2 separate regions of the Sparus aurata genome follow, and region 1 is linked to region 2. Evidence: chromatin contacts called from public Hi-C data. All regions are on one chromosome and are shown on one strand. Each heading gives the region's core, a stretch centred on a gene start, on an enhancer-like site or on the middle of the called end of the contact. The rest is flanking DNA. Distances are from core to core; before and after follow the strand shown.

Region 1 (3,964 bases), core at 584-3,083, 220 kb before region 2:
TCATTATATGATCGTTGAAAATGGAGCCAACTCACCTGGTAGAGCTGCAGATGGTAGAGCGCAGCAGAGCGGTTGGCATAGCACAGAGACAGCTGCTCCGAACTGAGGGGAGCCAAACACACACCCTGTCATGACAGGAGACAAAGAAGCTGGATGTTGGTACATTTGAATAAGGACTGGGGGGGGATATTACTAAGAAATCTTTAAATTACTGTTGAAAAATCAGCCATCTTCTTCTGATCTCAATAAACTAGAACAGATACATAAACACACTAGGGCTGGGTATCACCAGGTACCTCGCGATACGATACTATCACGATATTTTGCCCACGATAACGATAATATCGCGATACAGCGATTCTGCGATAATCGATATATTGCAAGGAATTTCATCCACGATACATCACGATATCTGTGTCACTGAAGAAATTCAGAATTTATTGACTGCACTGAATCCATTTCACAGGAATTACAAAACATTGTCAATCAATTTCACATGAATGACAGCCAAGTAAACAAAGAGTATATTGCACAGTGTCTCTTCTTAACACACACACTGACTACAACTATCATTAAATATCTATATGTGTGGGTTTCAGAGCTACTTAAACCATTTTTTAAAATTTATTTGGTTGTATACCTATGTTTGAATAAAGATAAAGCTGTCCTCCGAAGAGGGGTGGTGGTGGTGGGCCAAAAAAATAAAAAACAAAAAAATAAAAATATATATATATTTTTTTTTTTACATTTTTAAATATCGATATTTGGCACCAGTGTATCGATAACGTACCTAAAGACGAAATATCGCGATATATCGTAGTATCGATATTTTGGCACACCCCTAAAACACACACATCATAAGAATGAAAGAGGGGCATTGATTTGAGTGGAATGGTGGGTTTTAACATTCATTTTTTCTATTTTATGGCTCATATGGAGAAAAGTGAATGTGATTTCCACTCCACCTGTGAGTAGTGCAGAGCAGCTGCAGTGTAGTCTCTGATCTTGAAGCTCGAGTTCCCTCTCTCCCTGCATTTGGCTGCTGGCTGTGTGTCCTTCTGTACTGAGTTCCCTGCAGAGATTGACTGCACAAAGTCCAGATCGTCTTGGCTGTGAAACAAAAATGGAGAACATTACCAGCAACTGCACTCAGTCACTCTTAATGTTACCGAGCCGCAGGGAAACGGAGGTGTTTAATGTTCATAGTCACGTACAAGTTCAGTGGAAACCTATGTTGACTTTTGGCACGTAAATACAAGCGTTGTGGTCCAATAAAAATGAATATATGTCCTCTATGTGGGCTACTAATAAACTGTGTACTCTACTAGAGTAGCTACTCACGTTGTCAGAGTTAAGGAGTATTTAAAGACATCATCTATCTCAAGCAGGGATGTGAAATGCTCCTTTATATCGGGGTCGAGTGAGGTCCATTTCTGTGCAACGTGATCTTGCCACTGGACACTCGGAAGATCCATCATGAACTACAACATGTCCACATGGGCAGCGGAGATCATTTGGGGTTTGTTTTGAGTCCGTGTCACGTCAGCTACATCCTCAGTTAAGCTAGCGGGGACCAAAAGGAAGTTTCCGACTGCGACATTCAAAATAAAAGATGAACCATTAATGTTCAAGGGAAATCGAAGATTTTAGGTTATTTTCTTCTTCACTCATACCTAAATCGATAGTAATTAGACTTTTAAGTTGTTAATTTCGATACATGTATACTTGCTGTCATTGTTACAACACCCCGACCGACTATACTATTTTATTTTGAAGTAATTGATGTACCACATCCTGTGTAGTTCGTGTTTTTGACATACTTACAAAAATCACGTTCGTCGCTCTTCTCTCGCGATACGTTTCACACCTCCAACTTGACAGGAACGTCTGACAAAAGCTGAAGTCTACTGGCTGTGAGAAGCCCTGTAAACAGGAAACATGAGTGTAAAACTCTCCCAGGGGGCAGTTGAAGTAAGCCTAAATATTAATATAACAGAATTATTATGTTATTTGTCTTGACTCGATGTCTCGAGGCTGGCACTTAAGCAATGTAGCACCAACAGCTGCAGCTGCTAGCAATGTAAGCTAACGAGATTTAATGTCAGCTGTCAGCAGTGCCACTGACAAATCAAATACTTTGCTGTTGTTGTTGTTGTTGTTGTTTTAACCGTCCAGTAGTGAATTTATGTGGTTAAATAAACTCTGCTTACTTAATTTACTCACATTACGACGCACTACAAGGCATATTTACGTGGTGCGGACTGAAGTCTCACCTTTTGGCCAGTTTCTCCAAACGTGTGCGGTCTGTTGAGTTGATTGAAACAACAGGACAGCCCCGTCCTGTTTATCCACTCATGCTTACCTGCTTGTGGCGAAATAAAATAATTGCCACTTCATTTATCTCTAATTGATGTTAGGCTGTACCTTTTCATTAGCAGCATGTTAATGTGATGGGACAGGATGGGGACAGGCGGTAGATAATAACAAGTCCATGTTTGTTAATGTCCAGGCCCTGTGCAGAGGCTTGGAGGTGAGAGATTCTGTGATGCAGCTGCTGGTAAGTGCTTTAAGGAGTCCACAACAAATCCTGCTATGTTGTACTTGAAGCTCCATCTTGGAAGTGTCTGATAAAACCCTTGTCTATTGTGTAACAATTTCTGTCTTACCTCTTACCTGGATTTTCCACATTCTTTACTTGCTTGGTACCTGGTTGTTTTGCTTATAATCCATCCTGCCCTCTGTTTGTCAGAACATACGTCAGATCCCCAGTGCTGCTGGTCCACCCAGGTACCGGCTCATGATGAGCGACGGCCAGCACTCTTGGTCGTGTGAGTATCTTAAAGCAGACTGTGGGTTCAGTTTGCTGAGGTACATGTGGGGTCCTGTTGACAAACAAACATGTTGAATCCGACAAAGCTCCTTTTTTAATCTTTAACCATCCATATGCGTTTCTTTTGTTTTTATTGTCTTTTAAATGCTTTTTTTTGTATCTGTAACTATTTATTTGGTTATTTTTTTGTTTTGTTTTCTTGTCTTTTAAGTGCAACATAGCATTTTCATAATGTGTTATATCTAAGATATTTCTGTTGTGCTGTAAAGCACCTTTAATTGCCTTGTTCCTAATCGGTGGTATTTAGATAAATATTATAATGTAGAACAGTTGCGCTGAAGGAACATTTCTGCTCAGAAGATAGTCAGCGAAAAATCTGTTGAATTTTTTACCAGATGTACATGACTCAGTGTGTGTGTGTGTGTGTGTGTGTGTGTGTGTGTGTGTGTGTGTAGCCTTCCTGCTGGCCACACAGCTAAACCACCTGCCCGAAGACAACCTCCTGGTACCTAATTGTGTGTGTAAGGTGAAGAAGACGGTCACCAACACATTGTCAGATGGCAGGTTTGTGTTTTCATTTTCATGTCCCCCCTATCCTCTCTCTCCTTTCTATTTGATTGCTATATGAAACCCCCTTTGGCCTTATTTTTTACCTTCTCCTCCTCCTTCTTCTTCTTCTTCTTCTTCTTCTTCTTCCATCTTCTTCTTCCTGTGTGTCAGGACTGTGGTGATTGTGATGGACATGGACGTACTGCAATCGGCTGACGAAATTGGAGGGAAGATTGGAAATCCCACTCCATATGATAAAGACGGTATGGTTGTTTTAAATTGTGTTCACAGAGTTAAAAAACAGTAATAAACAGCTTCCACAGCTCTCCCTTATGGTGTTTGTTCAACTTTTCAGGTAAGACGTCATCCCAACAGGATACGGAGACTGAAGTCTCAACTTCCTTTGTCCCACCTTCTCCTCCATCTGCTGCAGCACCTGGACCCTCCTATTCCAACAACAGCAGTGAGTTTCATGTCAAAACTTTTAAATAGTTATTTTGTCTTCTCAGTCATTACAAATGGATGCCGTTACAATTATAACAGCTATGATGATGATAAGCGCGCCGTTTTGTTTTTCTCCCGATT
Region 2 (4,574 bases), core at 158-2,657:
TTTTTGTCTGTGTTGCTGCAGAGAGATGAAAGATTTAATTGCTCAAAGATTTCATGATTTTTACAGTAGCTGCGTTGTATCACCTGGCTTTGTCTGCGATGTCACAGCAAGAAACGTTTTCATCCGTGTCTTTAGGGGTCAGCCTCCCACCAGGTAGCAAAGACTCCGTTATTCTGCCCCAGAAATGCAAGAACACACCGTATCCATTAGTCCTGCATCAGTCAGACAGTAAGAGGACGACTTTTGTTGTTGTTTGCTTGAATGGTTTTCCATTGCTCATAGACAAATAAAGATAGAGTGAAGTTTTGGTTCCAGTAATCAACTTTCTCAGAAAAGTATGTTGCAAAAGCCAAAGGACATCTTCAACCAAGATATCACAAAGTCTGACAGGTTTTCTCTACCATGCAATACCCACACTATTCATTTATCAGCGCAATTCAATCAATCCAAGTAGCAGACACTGTAGAGAAGAATGTCTAGTATTGAGTAATTCAGACAAGTACAGAAAAATACTCTTTTTTTTTTAGCAATTTTAGCATGGCATATGGATGGCATATAAAAAAGCACAAAATGTGTAGCAGGTCATCTGGCCGGTGTGAATGGTTGCAGCATCATCAGTATTTGCAGTTATCATGTTAATCATATCCAATGCTGAAGAAAGCGGAGCAGGCAGGCAGGCAGCAGTACACAGGAACAGCTGTCAAAATTCAGCTGTTGCTGTTTTATCTGATGAAAAATGACTGTTGATGTCTGAATGACAGTCTGATGAATTCTTCTCTGCGCTAGTAAACACCTCTAAAGTCCAACCCAGAGACTATACAGCTTATTTACTGAGGCCATCGCAAGGATGATCTGAACTCTGTCTGTCCTTTGCTCCCTCCTGCATATATGCACTCTTCAATACCTACAATACAAATACTTATCATGTCTAAATGTGTATCCTTTTTATTTCTTTCACCTCATTTATGTTTTTTACTCCTAGTCCAGGTACAGTCCACACATATTGTTTGTGTATGCAACAAATAAAACCTTTGAAAAGGCATCAAGGCCTAACTTGGCTCGACTACATTTGTTTGAAAACGTTAATTACTAGATAGATAGATAGATAGATAGATAGATAGATAGATAGATAGATAGATAGATAGATAGCTTTATTTGTCCCTGAGGGGAAATAAGGTCATCGTAGCAGCAGTATAAGTAAATCAGAAATACAAATAAATCAAAAATACAATCGAGAGGTAAGGGAACTACAGGATGAGTGACTCAGAGCCAAAGTATCACATTTTCAAATAAATTTAGTTTATCAGCAATCAATATACAAACAAATAACACTAATCTAATAATTTTTGAAAAATGTATACTGCATTTTATTTTTATTTACCAACAAGGATTTTAATTTGAAAAGAATAAACGGAAGTACTGATCCTTCCTTCCGGTGGGTCTCGCGAGCAGCCGTTGTAACGTGTTGAACTTTCATTATCTTTGACAGGTAACCAGCTCCTCCGTGTCGTTTATATCTCCTGAGATATTATAGCAGTTTATTTTATCTGCCCAGTTCAAGTGTTTAACTTAATGAAAACGACTTGTTATTTGTTTTATGTCCTCCGAGCTGTAGTTGAAACTAACTTCTCCGGCTAGCGATAGCTAAGTTTAGCTAGGCTAACCTCTGAATGGCGCCCCTCCGGGTCCTGTGCATCCACGGGTACCGTCAGAACGGCAGCTCGTTCCGGGAGAAGACGGGAGCTCTGCGGAAGCTGCTGAAGAAACAAGTGGAGCTGGTTTACCTGAGTGCACCGCACAGTGTGCAGCAAGGTGGGTCCTCCACCTCACACTGTCCCCCTGAACACTCACAGCTAGGACAGCTAGCTAGGTGACTTCATGTTATTGACAGTGAAGTGGTGACATGAAGCTTCCTCTCACTTTATTCTACACTGACTTCTCATCGACGTGTTTGTATGTTTTGAACAAAGTAAACAGTTTAACCGAAGAGCAAACTCTGGCATAAACAGTACTCAATTACTTCTTAGATATAGTCATGATTATCTTAATAAATGTAGCTCTTTGGTGTTTATTAGTTGCCTTTTACCTTGTGTCAAAATCTCCATCAACCACTAACGAAGTACAATTTACTCTAGTGCTGTTAATTACAATTTTGCAGTACTTTACTTGAGTATTTCCAGTTTCTGCTTCTTTATAAATGTATTTGATACACTTAGTTACGAGTTGCTTTGCAGATTCAGATGAGCAGTTAGATAAAAGCTATTAATTGTGACATGTTACCTCTCAGGTATTGTTGTAAGCGGGACATAGTGTGAGAGGACGTTTTTAAATTAGTTTATTTTATCTCCAACCTGCCAGTGTCGATAATCAGTTCTTCCCCTACCTATACTACACTATGTACATGGTCAATCTGAAAATAGCTTCCTTATTGTATGCAAACTATGTATAAGAATTTCGAAAATCCCTTCAGTATGTCACAGGCAACACTCACAACACAGACATTTTAGGTTTTTATGTTTTCATAAGGAAATAATGTTGTAAATTAAGCAGTAAATGTTTGTATTTGTGTCCAAAGATTTGATTTCAGAAGTGCGTCCCATTTGGATGTATATTTAATAGAGTAAAATTAACACTTTCTTCTTTCTTTTTTTCCTAAGCTCCGGATAAGGAGAATGGTTCCTGTCCTGGAGTTGGAGGCGATGAGGACCAGAGGGGCTGGTGGTTTTCTGATGTCCAGGCTCGGAGTTTCAGCGCACAGCAGCAGTGTGAGGAAAGCTTGGGACTTGACGAGAGCTTGACGACTGTAAGAGAAGCTGTGAAGGTCCAAGGTCCATTTGATGGCATCCTGGGCTTTAGTCAGGGAGCTGCTTTTGTGGCCATGGTCTGCTCTCTTCAGGAGCAAAAACTGGAGCCAGAGTTCAACTTCCGCTTTGCCATACTTGTCGCTGGTTTCCGCAGCGCGTGTAAGGAACACCAGACGTTCTACAGTACTCCCCTCCTGATCCCATCCCTGCATGTGTTTGGACTGGAGGACCGAGTCATCCCTGACAACATGAGCAGGGAGCTGCTTCCCTCCTTCCAAGACCCGCAGGTTCTGACACATCCGGGTGGCCATTTTGTTCCAGCTGCTTCTGCTCACAGACAAACCTACCAGGATTTTCTCAAGAAATTCTAGTGAAAATTAACACTGAGAATTCCCAAAGACAAAGGCTCCCAAAGGACATTGATTATTAATCATGGAGAAAACTTGTGATAACAAGGCAGTTTGAGTTAAAATGCCAAGTTCAGTCCAAGCACTGTTTTCGTTTCTCCTCTGGTCTGATCCATCCATGACAGTTGAATGACAGCTGTCCATCTCAGGGAAGACGTCCTCTGACAGATAATAAATTAAGTGATAATTATTTATCAAATGTTCTCTGGTCTCTGTTGGGAGTGGTGTAAGTTTTTCTTGGTGTTTTTAAACATTATTTTTTGCATTTTTGGGCCTTTTATTGAAACGAGGTGTGACATGCAACAAAGGTTATCAGTGACCGTTGCAGCCATGCGACACACATTTCAATCACACAGCTGCCAAGGTGCTCCTCCTGTGCAATATCTTTCAAGCTACCTTTACTGAAACTGCATTGCCTGAGTCTTTGCTAACTCATGATACCCTTTGAAAGTTTGGAATGACCTGCCTTTTTACAGATAGATATTATTTTGTATGAATTGTTTGCATTGCATTGTTTTAAAAGACAAAATGCTGTAACATGGCTCGAGCAGGCTGACAACCTAATGAGCAGAAATAGACAAAGATACTTCTGAGCAACAGTGAAATAATGATATAATTAATCACCAGTCATTGGTAAAAGAAAGAGGACATTAAGCATCACAATCTGGGCATATTTAATTATGAATAAGTTTCTGTTTCTGTTTCAGTGTCATGTATTCTTTAAACTTAAAAGATAAAAATAGAAAGTTTCAGTCGAGGGTTAGCTCTATTCAAACTAGATGTACGAATTACTTACCGTGACCTTACAAGTTACAGTTTAAACCTGCTCAGTCTAACAGCTGAGTCGACTGCAGAGGGCCCAAAGAAAAAACAGGTTAATGGATTTATTCAGAACCAAATCATAACATTGTGGTTTAGTAAACATCCAAGGTCATTTAGCTTTTCCGTATTGGAAAACCAACTCAAAATATTTTGTAGTTTGGGAGACAGTGACTCAACAGTAATTTTCCCTGTCAAGCAACAGGGTGGCGACGTCGACTAGATAAATGTTTATTTAATACTTTTTCGGGCCAAAACGTTCTATCATTTAATTTATAGAGTTATTCTGGTCTTATCGATATTTGTTGTTATTGAAGAAAGGATAAAAAACACAAACACAACAGGTCATTCCAAACTTTTGGATGCTAATAATAATAAGTGGAATATATTTAAATTCATCACAGCAGGAAAAGCACACGTTTTTTCCTGCTGTTAACACATCTATGAAATCTATGAAAAGCTGACATTTAAATCAGCTTTTCAACTCTTACATCTTCTCCAACTTGGACATGACAAGTAACATAATAACTAAAGTACTCAGGAA

What was found. A called contact is a pair of places that touch in the nucleus more often than the background predicts.
Region 1: a contact with region 2 is called in a Hi-C map of an unstated tissue, with 2.6 times the contacts expected there. The contact joins the promoter of LOC115594354 here to the promoter of ovca2 in region 2. A contact is called at or near these places in 2 of 2 Hi-C or Micro-C datasets (skeletal muscle and an unstated tissue).

What each region holds. Positions count from the first base shown.
Region 1 is chr13:4,948,482-4,952,445 of fSpaAur1.1, reverse strand. LOC115594354 (replication protein A 70 kDa DNA-binding subunit-like) reads left to right here and starts at 1,833. Exons shown (of 17, transcript XM_030438392.1): 1 at 1,833-1,971; 2 at 2,510-2,557; 3 at 2,750-2,828; 4 at 3,286-3,394; 5 at 3,551-3,642; 6 at 3,735-3,842. The coding sequence starts at 1,939. It overlaps smyd4 (SET and MYND domain containing 4), which reads right to left and starts at 1,573. Exons shown (of 10, transcript XM_030438391.1): 1 at 1,342-1,573; 2 at 966-1,110; 3 at 36-125. The coding sequence starts at 1,478.
Region 2 is chr13:4,724,138-4,728,711 of fSpaAur1.1, reverse strand. ovca2 (OVCA2 serine hydrolase domain containing) reads left to right here and starts at 1,407. Exons shown (of 2, transcript XM_030437151.1): 1 at 1,407-1,812; 2 at 2,658-3,411. The coding sequence starts at 1,671. The coding sequence ends at 3,175.